Linked DNA regions of Sus scrofa: region 2 is linked to region 1. The links are chromatin contacts, called in public HiChIP or PLAC-seq maps. All regions are on one chromosome and are shown on one strand. Each heading gives the region's core, a stretch centred on a gene start, on an enhancer-like site or on the middle of the called end of the contact. The rest is flanking DNA. Distances are from core to core; before and after follow the strand shown. Region 1 holds the start of KLHL36 (kelch-like protein 36). Region 2 overlaps TLDC1 (TLD domain-containing protein 1).

Evidence for each region. HiChIP or PLAC-seq counts read pairs in DNA pulled down with a chosen protein or histone mark.
Region 2: an H3K27ac HiChIP or PLAC-seq map of alveolar macrophages shows a contact between it and region 1. The contact joins the enhancer-like site here to the promoter of KLHL36 in region 1.

What each region holds. Positions count from the first base shown.
Region 1 is chr6:4,076,982-4,082,664 of Sscrofa11.1, reverse strand. KLHL36 (kelch-like protein 36) reads left to right here and starts at 2,482. Exons shown (of 5, transcript XM_021093726.1): 1 at 2,482-2,632; 2 at 5,568-5,646. The coding sequence starts at 5,587.
Region 2 is chr6:4,174,722-4,180,404 of Sscrofa11.1, reverse strand. The region is part of intron 1 of TLDC1 (TLD domain-containing protein 1); the gene reads right to left. Among named protein-coding and RNA genes, the nearest start is that of TLDC1, 7.7 kb to the right of the region's middle. Within about 2 kb of position 2,759, at least 54 of the 83 cell types and tissues checked have an H3K27ac peak or open chromatin away from gene starts, as enhancers often do. A contact at or near this core is called in alveolar macrophages, where this site is marked.

The DNA.
Region 1 (5,683 bases), core at 1,233-3,732:
GCTCACGGCAACGCCGGATCGTTAACCCACTGAGCAAGGGCAGGGACCGAACCCGCAACCTCATGGTTCCTAGTCGGATTCGTTAACCACTGCGCCACGACGGGAACTCCCCAAGCACATCTTTAACTAAAGCTGTGAAACAGAATCTGTCCTGCCCACAGCACTCTGAGTGTGTCCCTGACACGGGACTGGCCGTGTTAGAGTAATTGCTCCTTTACTTGTTTACCACCCTCCCTAACATCCTCGAAAGAGTCTTTCTATCCCTGGCATCACCTCAGCACCTGGCACAGAGTCTGCTCAATGAATTGATGAATGGCGTGCGTGAAGTCATGAAAAAGCGGAGACTGGCATATCAAGATACAGACATAGAACGAGATGGGGGATTAGCTTTGGGCTGATGGAGAGGGGTCAAGGAGAGGGGAGGGGTCAAGAAGGGGGGTCGAGGAGGGGGGAGGGGTCGAGGAGGGGAGGGGTCAAGGGGGAGGGGTCAAGGGGGGGATGTGCAAGTAAGGCTTTAAAGATATGCCTAAGTGGAGTTCCCTTCCTGGCTCAGCAGAAATGAATCTGACTAGCATCCATGAGGACTCAGGTTCGATCCCTGGCATCGCTCAGTGGGTTAAGGATCCGGTGTTGCTGTGAACTGTGGTGTAGGTTGCAGACGTGGCTTGGATCTGGCATTGCTGTGGCTGTGGTGTAGGCCAGTGGCTGCAGCTCCAATTCAACCCCTGAGTGCAGCGCTAAAAACAAAAAAAAAACCCAAAAAACAAAAAAAGGCACGCTCCCAATCCTTACCAGAGAAGGCAGGAAACAGAAAAACAGGGAGACCGAGAAATTTTTTATTCAACTTTGGGTTTTCTTGGCTTTGTTTTTTGTTTTGGCCTCACCCATGGCCTTGAACTTTCCCAGGCCAGGGATCGAAGCCGCCCATAGTAGTAACCCAGGCCACTGGGTCCTTAACCTGCTGAGCTACCAGGGAACTCCAATTTACCCTTTTACTTATTTATTTAGTTTTGCTTTTTTAGGCCCGCACTCACGGCGTATATAAGTTCCCAGGCTAGGGGTTGAATCAGAGCTGCAGTTGCCCGCCTACACCACAGCCACAGCAACGCCAGATCCAAGCTGCATCTGCGACCCACAACACAGCTCACAGCAATGCCGGATCCTTAATGCACTGAGCAAGGTCAGGGACCAAACCCACATTCTCATGGTTAATAGTCAGGTTCGTTACTGCTGAGCCACAGTGGGAACCCCCAATTTACCCTTTTAAATTGTACAATTCAATGGTTTTTCATAGATTCAGAGTTGCACAACCATCAATACTACCTAATTTCACGACATTTTTTACACCACACTCAAAAAATCCCTTCATATTTAACAACCACCACATTTCACCCCAACTCACCGGTCCTGGGCAAACACTAATTTAAGTTCTGGCTCTTTGGATTTGCCTACTTTGGAAACTTTACATAAATGGAATCATGCAATATATGTCCTTTTACGTAGTGTTCTTTCACTTATTATGTTTTCAAGGTTCATCCATGCTGTAGTGTAAGTTTGACCATGATAGATCTGTGATGGTTAAATTTATTCACTCTGCTGAGCACCTACTAGGTGGGGGCCCAGCTAGGAATAAAACCAAAGGTAACTGCTGCCCTAGAGGGTTTCTAGTGGGGGAGAGGGTCAATAAGTCAAATGAATAAGAAAATGATCCAGGGAGTTCCCGTCGTGGCTCGGTGGTTAACGAATCTGACTAGGAACCAGGAGGTAGCTGGTTCGATCCCTGGCCTCGCTCAGTGGGTTAAGGACCAGCGTAGCCGTGAACTGTGGTGTAGGTCGCAGAGGCGGCTGGGATCCCGCGTTGCTGCGCCTATGGCGTAGGCGGGCAACTACAGCTCCGATTGGACTCCTAGCCTGGGAACCTCCATATGCCAAGGGAGCAGTCCTAGAAAAGGCAAAAAGACAAAAAAAAAAAAAAAAAAAAAAAAAAGATCCAGAAGATTATACAATGGTAAGGCTAAATGAAACGTAAAGCTGGAAGTGAAGAGAGAGAATGTGACTTTAAACAGAGGAGTAGGCGAAGGCCTCGCCTTAGGGTGCATGCAGGGGACCTTCGCCCTAAGACTGGACCTAAGACTGGAAGGAGGTGATGGCTGGAAGATGCCACTGCGCTGTCACCTCCCAGCGCTCAGGTCTCGGCCAGCCGCTCACTTCCCCCCAGGCCTGGGACCGTGCCCGTCCCGTCCGCTCCGTGTCCCTATGCCTGGAATGGCGGGCGACCCCCACTACGCATTTCGCGATGCGTGACCGTGTGTGGCGCGCCCAGGCAGCGACCGAGCCGGGGGCAGCCCAGGGCTGAGCGCCAAGTGTGGGCGCGGACCCAGCCCTCGCCCCGCCCCGCCCCCCGCGCGCCCCGCCCCCCGCGCAGGCCCCGCCCCCGCGCCGCCTGAGCCCGCCCCCTCCCGGCCGCCGCCATTGGCCGCGCGCGCCTCCGCCCTCGGCGTCGCACTTCCTGGCGGAGCCATGGCCGCGCACCCGGCCCGCCTGCGGGCTCCGGCGCCCGGGCCCCGCCGCCCCGCCCGCCCGGCCCCGCCGCCGGGGCTCCCCGCGCCGCGCCCGTAGCGCGCCCTCTCAGGTGGGCCTCTGCGCGCGCCCCCTTCCTGCCCGGGCCCAGCCGGAGCCGCGCGCCGTCCGGGGGCCGGGGCGGGGGGCGGGCCGGCCTCACCGGGGTCCCGGGCCCCGCGAGCTGCGCCCCCGCCCCGCCCCCGGGATCCCTTTGTGCTCCGGGGATGGCGGGAGGGCGGCGGGGCGGGCGGAGGGGCGGTCGCGGGGTGGGAGGAGGGGGCCGCCGCCCCCGCAGGTGGAGGTGCGGCCTGGGCGGCCAGCCCCGCGCGGCCCAGCTGAGTGTCCCCGCGTCCCGCCGCGGTTGCTGGCCCCCGGCGCGACCCAGCTTCGCCTCCCTCCGCCTCCTCCTAGCCGGCTCGAGCCTGCCCGGGCGGCCGTTGTACCGGCAGTTCCGCCAGGGGGTGCCGGGTCCGAGCGAGGGACAGCGACGTCCCCGGAGACCCCGCCGGCGAGGCCCGGGACGTGTGAGTGCCCGCGGGCATCCGCTCCCATCTCAACGATGCTGTCTCCGTCAGTGCTGAGGTCGGGCAGGATCTGGGATCTGGGTCGAAACCCGGGGAAAGAACCCGAAGAGGAGGCTCCCTGGGGACCCTCCTGGCCTGAGGTGGCCTCTGTTCCCGTGTTTACCGAAAGACCTTTTTACACCAAACTGGGGATTGCCGCTGTCCCCACGGATGGCCTTGACCCGTCACCTGCTTTCAGCAAGCATGGAAGCAGCTGACACCCAACACTCCTGTAGCCCTTGGCCCCAAACCACCTGCCCGCAGACAAAAGGGAGCCTCCACAAGGGGAGACGCTCTCTAGAAATCTTGGCCTAGACAAGAAAGCTTTTAGCACTGAGGTCAAACCTGAGCCCTGACTGGCTGCCTGGGATGAGGGAGACTTTCTGCTGTGTGACCTTGGGTGGGTCCCACGGCCACCTGAGCCTGGATGTCAGAAACAATGGTGGTACCTGTCTTAGAGGATGCAGGTGAAACAGAGAAGTTAGGGGTGAGTAGGAGGCAGCGCAAGGAGGCCCGGGTCCTTCCCATCCCCCCTCTCTGAGCCCCCTCAGCATCCGAGGGGGAGTCAGAAAGGACAGGGGCAGGGGCGGCTGGTCTTTGTCACAGAGTTGCTGATTGGTCCAGAGAAATCTGGTTGTCCTTTCCTTCCCCCAGGAAGTCGGCAGGATGGACTGTGCCCAGTTTTATTCCTCCAGGGGGGACACTGCCACCACCTCTGTGTGTCCCTGATTGTCTTGACACTGTGCTGACTGCTTGTCACATGATTTTCTATCAACAAAGTGTTCACTCGGTGACAGATTGACTCTTCTCAACTCAGAAAAATTCCTTCTCAAACCGTCAGTGCCAGTTTGTGACCCGTGCCCACACTGCTGGCCTCATCCTTTCTCTGTGTGCTCCCATCCTCCGAGGTCCCCCATAGCCCAGCTCAGTGCTCTTAGTGAGTTGCCTGGCATTTCAAAGCTGGAAGAAACTTTTAACATTGCCTGCTACACCAGCCCACTCCATAAACTCAACCTTGAAGTCTAGAGAGGTTAACTTGCCTTTTCAAGTTTATCTTGGATATTTGTGGTGGGACATATGTCCCCAGCCAAAGTTTCCTGCCTGTGAGCACTTTTTTTTTTTTTAAAGGCCAGGTGGAAGAGCCTAAGGGTTAAGAGCATGAAAGCCTCCTTAGGTTGAAATCCTAAATCCGGAGTTCCCATTGCGGCTCAGAGGATTAAGACTCTGACTGGTATCCATGAGGATGTGGGTTCGATCCCTGGCCTTGCTCAGTGGATTAAGGATCTGGCATTGCCAAAAGCTGTGGTGTAGTTCACAAATGTGGCTCAGATTCGACCCCTAGCCCGGGCACTTCCATATGCCCTAAAAATAAAAAATAAATTAAAAAAAATCTTATTAAAAAAAAAAGAGGCATTCCTGTCGTGGCTCAGCGGAAATGAATCCGGCTAGAAACCATGAGGTTGCGGTTTTGATCCCTGACCTCACTCAGTGGGTTAAGGATCCAGTGTTGCCACGAGCTGTAGTGTAAGTCGCAGACGCAGCTCAGAGATGGCGTGGCTGTGTCTGTGGCGGAGGCCGGTGGCTACAGCTCTGATTAGACCCCTAGCCTGGGAACCTCGAAATGCCCAGGGTGCGGCCCTAAAAAGGACAAAAGACCAAAAAAAAGAAAAAAATCCTAACTCTGCCTCTCTTTCCTGTGTGTAACGCTCGATCGACAAGTCACTTCCCCTTACTGCCTTCAGCTTCCTCCTCTGTGAACGGAGGATGGTGGCAGTTCAGGCCTCCTAGGGTTGTGGTGGGGATTAAACCCGTGACGACGGAAAAGCACTTAAGACAGTGCCTGGGTCTACACCATATTTGATGCTTGGTAGGCGTGACGGCGCTGCATTCTTGACTTCATGAAATGTTAGTCTCTCCAAGACTGGACCGTGTTCATAGAGCATCCTGGGGAAGGGCCCGTGTCTGTCCACTTTTGAAGCTGGACGGATTCCGATTGGCTTCCTCACCATCCACTAGTTTTGTGACCTTGAGCTCAACGTCCTCGTGCGTAACGGTGGTGTCAGTGGCATCAGCCTGGCCGGGTAGTTGTGGGAGTTCCATGATGGGGTGCTTGTCCACCCCTTAAGGCCCCCATCTGGGCTCTGAAACGGTGACTCTTGTCATTGTCATCCTGATCTGTGGAAAAGGCCCTGTTGCGATCAGGCGTCGAAAGGTAGGTATTTGTAGGAGGGGGGCTAAGACACACGATGCGGTGGGATTGTAGGTGAGACGGAACATGTGTTAAAAGCTCTCAGCCTAAGAGAGTCCGCGGTACAGTTTTCTCTCCTTTGCTGCGGGTGGTCGTGTCGCTCTTGCTGCCATTGATGCCTGCCAGCAGAGCCAGCGATTCGTGCATGATCTAGAGTTACTGCTCCACGCTCAGAAGTCCTGTTCTTCCTGCAGGGCTGCCGTCTCCTTTATCATGGAAGGAAGCCGGCAGACGCGAGTGTCTCGGCCGTACAAGATCAGCGAGTCGTCAAAGGTCTGTGGATGGGTCGCTCGCCGCCTGGGCACATTGC
Region 2 (5,683 bases), core at 1,510-4,009, 97 kb before region 1:
AGGAATCGAACCCACGTCCTCATGGATACTACTGGGATTTGCTAACTGCTGAGCCACAACAAGAACTCCCCAAACTGAATTTAAGGGCAAAACCCCCTTGGCGTGTGACAACGCCCAGCTCTTGTGACACACCTGCCATCAACCAGAAGGCAGAGCCTCGGGGTAAAGAGGCACAGCCGAGGAGCCAGGCTCCGCAGATTCACTAGCTGTGTGCCCTGCGCCAGCTCTTTAGCTGGCCTCAGTTTCCCCATCTGTAAAACGGGGATGGCAGTACCTCACCTCCTGAACTATGGGCTCTAGATGAGGGGTTCTCAGAACAGCGCCATGCTTGGAAGTGCTAACAGAGGGACACCGGCTTATTCCTGCTTATCTGCTCAAAGCCACAATCGCAGCAAACCGCCCCACCAGCACCTCGGTGCTCCTGAAAGCCGACGTGACCCTGCAGGGGAGAACACAGCCCCGGGTCCGAGCCGCCCAGGCTGACTGAGTGACACCCACGTGTGGCCCGTGGGGGCTTATGACAGATGACTATGACTTTGGAAAAAGTCGAGAGTGGCAGCTGTGTCTGGGGATAACGTCTCTCATTTCAACACCAAAGCCCTGGACAGGGCCTCCTTCGAAGGAAAATCGTTGTGGGCCCGCCCTCTGTTCACACAGTGAGCTGGAGGGTCCTCCACAAAATGTGTGTTAGGTTTTGCCAAGCCCCACCCAGGCTCGTGGGTCTCTTGTGTGGAGTAAGTAAAATGGCAGCTCCTGGTCCAAGACCAACTCCCAGGGGCTCAGTGCCCTCCCGCGCCCACCCTGCCCCACCCTGCGATCCTGAGACGCCAGCGGTTAACGACAGTGGCCCAGCGCCAGCACGTGATGAGCAGAGTTTCACTCCATCCTCTGTGCCCCTCCGAGTGAGGCAGAGACTATTGGCACCCTATTCCAGATGGGAAAACGGACTCTCAGAGAGTCCGGGGACTCGCCCCGGGTCACTGTGGGGTGGGGGATGGGACGCCCCAGCCCTTGTTCTACCCATTCTGCCTTCCTGCTCCTCGGCCTGCACCGTTTGGGATCCTGGGCTTGTGGCTGCAGAGTTTCTGACAACCACATCCGGGCCACTCTCGCTCCCTTGCTCCCGCATCCACAGCTCCCGCCGGCCAGGAGGAGAAGCTGGGAAACCTGGACAGACCCCGCTCTGCAAGCCAACGAGCCAGAACTGGGACAAAGAAACACACACATGTCACCGACGTGCAAATTTATGGGTGCTCTGGGCTGCGGGGCTGCATTTTTGGCACTGTGACCTTTTGCCCACTCACTCCCTTCTGAGTCTCTCATTCACGGGCACGACCAGGACAGTCACTGGGAGACGGATGCCCGCAGTGACCTTTCCAGGAAAGAAGGGCCCGTCGCCTCTGCATCCCTGAGAGGAATCCCCTTGAGTGGCTGAGGACCTTGGTACCCTTTCTGGGGCGTCCTCCACGGCCGCTCTCGACCTTCTATGTTCTGGAGTCTGGCTTCCGGCTTCCCTTGCCCAGGCGAGGCCCTGCTCTGGGCACCCCAGCCGCTTCCTGGCTGCAGTGGTGGAAGGAGAGGCGGGGGAGGGTTCGGGCCATCGTGTCATCGGGAGGGATGTCAGAGCCAAGGGTCAGGAGTGGGGAGGAAGCCACCTGCCTGAGCAGCTGCTGGAAACCGTGGCTGGGACTCCGAGAACGCGATCTCGTGGCTAAAGCAACATCATGGCTGTGCATTCGGGGGACAGAATCTTAAAGCCAACTGACTTGTTCCTTGTCAAAGTGACGGACCTACCTTCCCGAAACAAAAAGCAAGACATCACACACACACCCATTGTGCCTCGGGGCTGGCGGGGGGGTCCCGCAAGACCACGCCCACATTCACAGACCCGCTGGAAGAACTGGTGGGTTTCAGTAGCGTTACTGCCACAGTGAAGATGTGTTTACAGTGACGGAGTCAGGACACGCGGCCAGGTCTTACAGGAAAGGCCCACGGCTGGATACGATCGTCTGAAAGTCCTGTGTCTCCTCAGAATCCCTCTTGGAGCCTTAACCCCCAAATGGGATGGCATTTAGAGATGGGCCTTTCGGGGTCCACATGGAACGGGAAGATCTGAACTCATGGCAGAGATGAGAACAGGATTCGGCTAGTTCCTCGGTTGATTAAACAAAGCAATCGACACCTAAGGACAGACGTGCAGACGCGGTTCTGAGCTGCCCATGGTGCTTTGCGGCCCCGTTCCCGGCACTGGCGATGGGGCCCCTCACCCGGACCAGGCGAAGAGAAAGTTCTCCTTGCTCTGACCTGGTCCAGACACCCCTCTGCGCCGCCATGCAGTGTGGGGACCCCTTTGGGGCACCGGGCTGCCCTGCTCGGCCCTCACCCCACTCCTCCCCTGGGCCACGGGCTCTGTCTGCAGGCACCCAGCAGCACAGAACTGAAAGGCGTTTGCTCCCAGCGCCCACCCCACCCCCGGGCTCCCCGCTAGACATCCTGCCCTGGGAGTGCCTCTGCCTTCATTTTATTCAGTCCTCCTGGACTTTTTCTGTCTATTCTCGTTTCCCAGCCTGTGGCTGCCCCTGATGTGGTTCTGGGAAGACTTTTGAAATACCTTCTCTTTGCGTGGGAAGAGCACCTTTCTGGCCAGGTCTGGCTGGCTGGCTCACAACTCTTTTGGTTGCAGGTAACACAAACCCAGGGCTGGCTCTGTGAGCACAGTCACAGGGCCCGGCCTAGGAGCGCCCCCATCAGTTTCATGCTGTTGTCGCCACCTTAAAATTCTTACAAATGGTGGAACAGGGGGCCCCACGGTTTCCTTCGCACTAAGCCCCCAGCATTACGTGGCGGGTCCTGCATAAAGCCATTCTAGAAACTTCAGTTACCAAAGGAGATTTACTGGAAGGTCAAGGGGGCGTCTCAGAGACCCCAAAGACGAGAATGTGGTTGGGCCTCAGCGCACTGGAAGCAGAGCCTGGAAAACCAGGAGGTTTCCTTCCCTTTCTCTCCCCGCCTCCCCCTCGAGCTCCGCTTCCTGCACCCCACCTCACTGGCTCTCTGAGCAAGACGGCTCGGCTGCTGGCCCCACCCAGGATTTCGCCTCCTCCGCTCCAGAACCGGCCTGATGGAGTTTCATGGGGCAGAGATGCTGATTGGCCCAGCAGGGTCAAGTGTGCAGCCGTGGTGCGCTCCGTTCCGGCCCAGGGGGCAGGGTCCCACCCACACTGGCTTCCAGAAAGCAGAAAACAAGAGTCAGCAGTTGGCAAGAAACAAATCTGCCCTGAAACTTCCCGTGACATGCAGTCACCAGCCCCCTGGCTGCAGCGGCCCGGAATTTATGGCTTCACCACCTCGTGCTCACTCTCCCATAAACTTCCCTTCTAGGCAGCAGCGCCTCAAAACCCCTTTGGTGATGGATTAGTTGACCTTTGACCTTAAGTCCATTTCCCGCTGAGCTATTGATCTGAGCAAATCCTATCTCCTCACGCCCTTTCCCTTCTTCTCCAATTTAAAAATAAACCAAACTGAAAGAAACAAACACAGCTCCACAAAGAGGCTGGGTGAACAATACAGAGATCTGTGAGATGGCTGGTCTGGGAAGAAGCTACACACACACACACACACACACACACACACACACACACACACACACACACGAACGTGCGTTTTCTAAGACTCTGTAAACGAGCTATGTATCTTCAGCATCTGTCCCTCGTGACTCACAGCAAAGCATCTCTGGGGCGCCTTCAGAGTTCTGTGCGGGACAGAGAGCAGCCGCCCCAAAGGAAGCGGATCAGACTCTGGGAGATCAATCTTCTCCGCTTCCTTCCTCTGAGATGATTACGAGGAAAGCGCTCGGCGGCCCCGCCGGGAACAAAGGGCCTGTGTGCGGCGAGCGGCCCCCACCCGACCCCTCATGCATTATGAATTGTGACCTCATGATCATTTCATGAAGCTTTCCACGGCCTGACGCCGCTGCGGCCCATCCACAGGCTGCACCCTGCAGAGCCCCCCAGGCCCCTTCAGGCTGCGGGCCCCCGTCGCTGGGGACCGCTAAACCCCAGCCATCAATGTCCACCAGGCCTAGCTGATGCCACCCTGGCCACAGGGTCCCTTCTCCACGAGGCTCTTCCACCTTCCCCCGACAAGCTTGCCCACCCCCATCTGAGGGGGTCCAGACCCACAGCTCCGGGTACCCTAAGAGGGTGACGAGCACAGGCGCGGGGCAGACAGAGGAGCAGCTCCAGATCCGCCCAGGGCCTCCTTTCCAGCTGCCCCCCACCCCCGGGACCGTTCCTTCCAGGCTCCCTGCCTTGCCTCTGCTCTGCAAGGGGGGTGACAATAGTGCTGAGCTCCCAGGGTGGCCAAGGTCCAAGGTGATCACATGTGTGAGGTGCTGGGCAGGGCGCCTGGGCCACTGTGAGCAGGGGACGGCCTCCAGCCGGCCCAGGAGAAGTGAAAACGTGCAGCCCTCGGTCCCTTCCTCCCCCCGCTCCTCCTCCCCACCTTCTTTCTCTTGACCTGTCTTGGCGTTTTCCATTTGCTCGTTAATGCCCTCCCCACCCCGGGTGAGGGGGTGTATGCTCAGGACTGGGCGGAGAGCAGTCTGCGGAGGGTACCATGGGGCAGAGAGTGGCCAGAACTCATTCTAGGAAGCAGGGAGGTGGCTGCAGGCAGGACCCCCAGCCCCAGGGCATGCCCCCCTGTCCCATCAAACGTCACTTACAAAACACAAATGTAAAGATAAAATGATTAAGGAGTTCCCGTTGTGACTCAGTGGAAACAAATTTGACTAGTACCCAAGAGGACGCAGGTTCTATCCCTGGCCTCGCTCAGTGGGTTAAGGATCCAGCATTGCCGTGAGCTGTGGTGCAGGTCACAGATGTGGCTTAGATCCCACATTGCTATGGCTGTGGTGTAGGCTGGCAGCTACAGCTCCAATTTGACTCCTAGCCTGGGAACCTAGGGTGGGTTCAGCCCTAAAAGGACAAAAGAAAAAAAAGAAAAAAAAAAACCCACAAATATAAAGATAAAATTATTAAGGAGTTTCTATTGTGGCTCGGCAGAAAAGAATGTGACTACCATCCATGAGGACACAGGTTCGATCCCTGCCTTGCTCCGTGGGTTAAGGATCTGGCGTTGCTGTGGCTGTGGTGTAGGCCAGCTATAGCATCAATTCAACCTCTAGCCTGAGAACTTCCATATGCCGCAGGTGCAACCCTAAAAAGACAGGGGGAAAAAAAAAGATAAAATTATTAAGAATTTCAAGAAGGCGCCCACAGAGCAATAAATCTCAGGCCAGGCCGGTCCAAGCACAGGGCCGTGTGCCCGGGAGGCCAGCCTGACTGCACTGACGAATCTGATTCACCCAGCAGCCTGGTTCCCTGATTCAAGAAAGTCATTCCCCGCAGAGACCCTTTCTAATCATGTGGGAGTGTCTGCTCACGCTGTGCAGAAACCTACATCATAAGCAGCAATTCCACTCCTAGTGTACACCCCACAGGAACGCCTACACGGGGGAGGACTGTGCCAGAATGTTCTCAGCCGCACTGCTCACAAGAGCCCACGCTGGAAATGCAACACCCCACTGACTGTCCATCGAGTGCGGCGTGCTTCACCAAAAGCGCTCATTCCAGGTAAGGGAACCCACACAGAAGAAAGAGGGACCTCCGAGTACACGCGACAG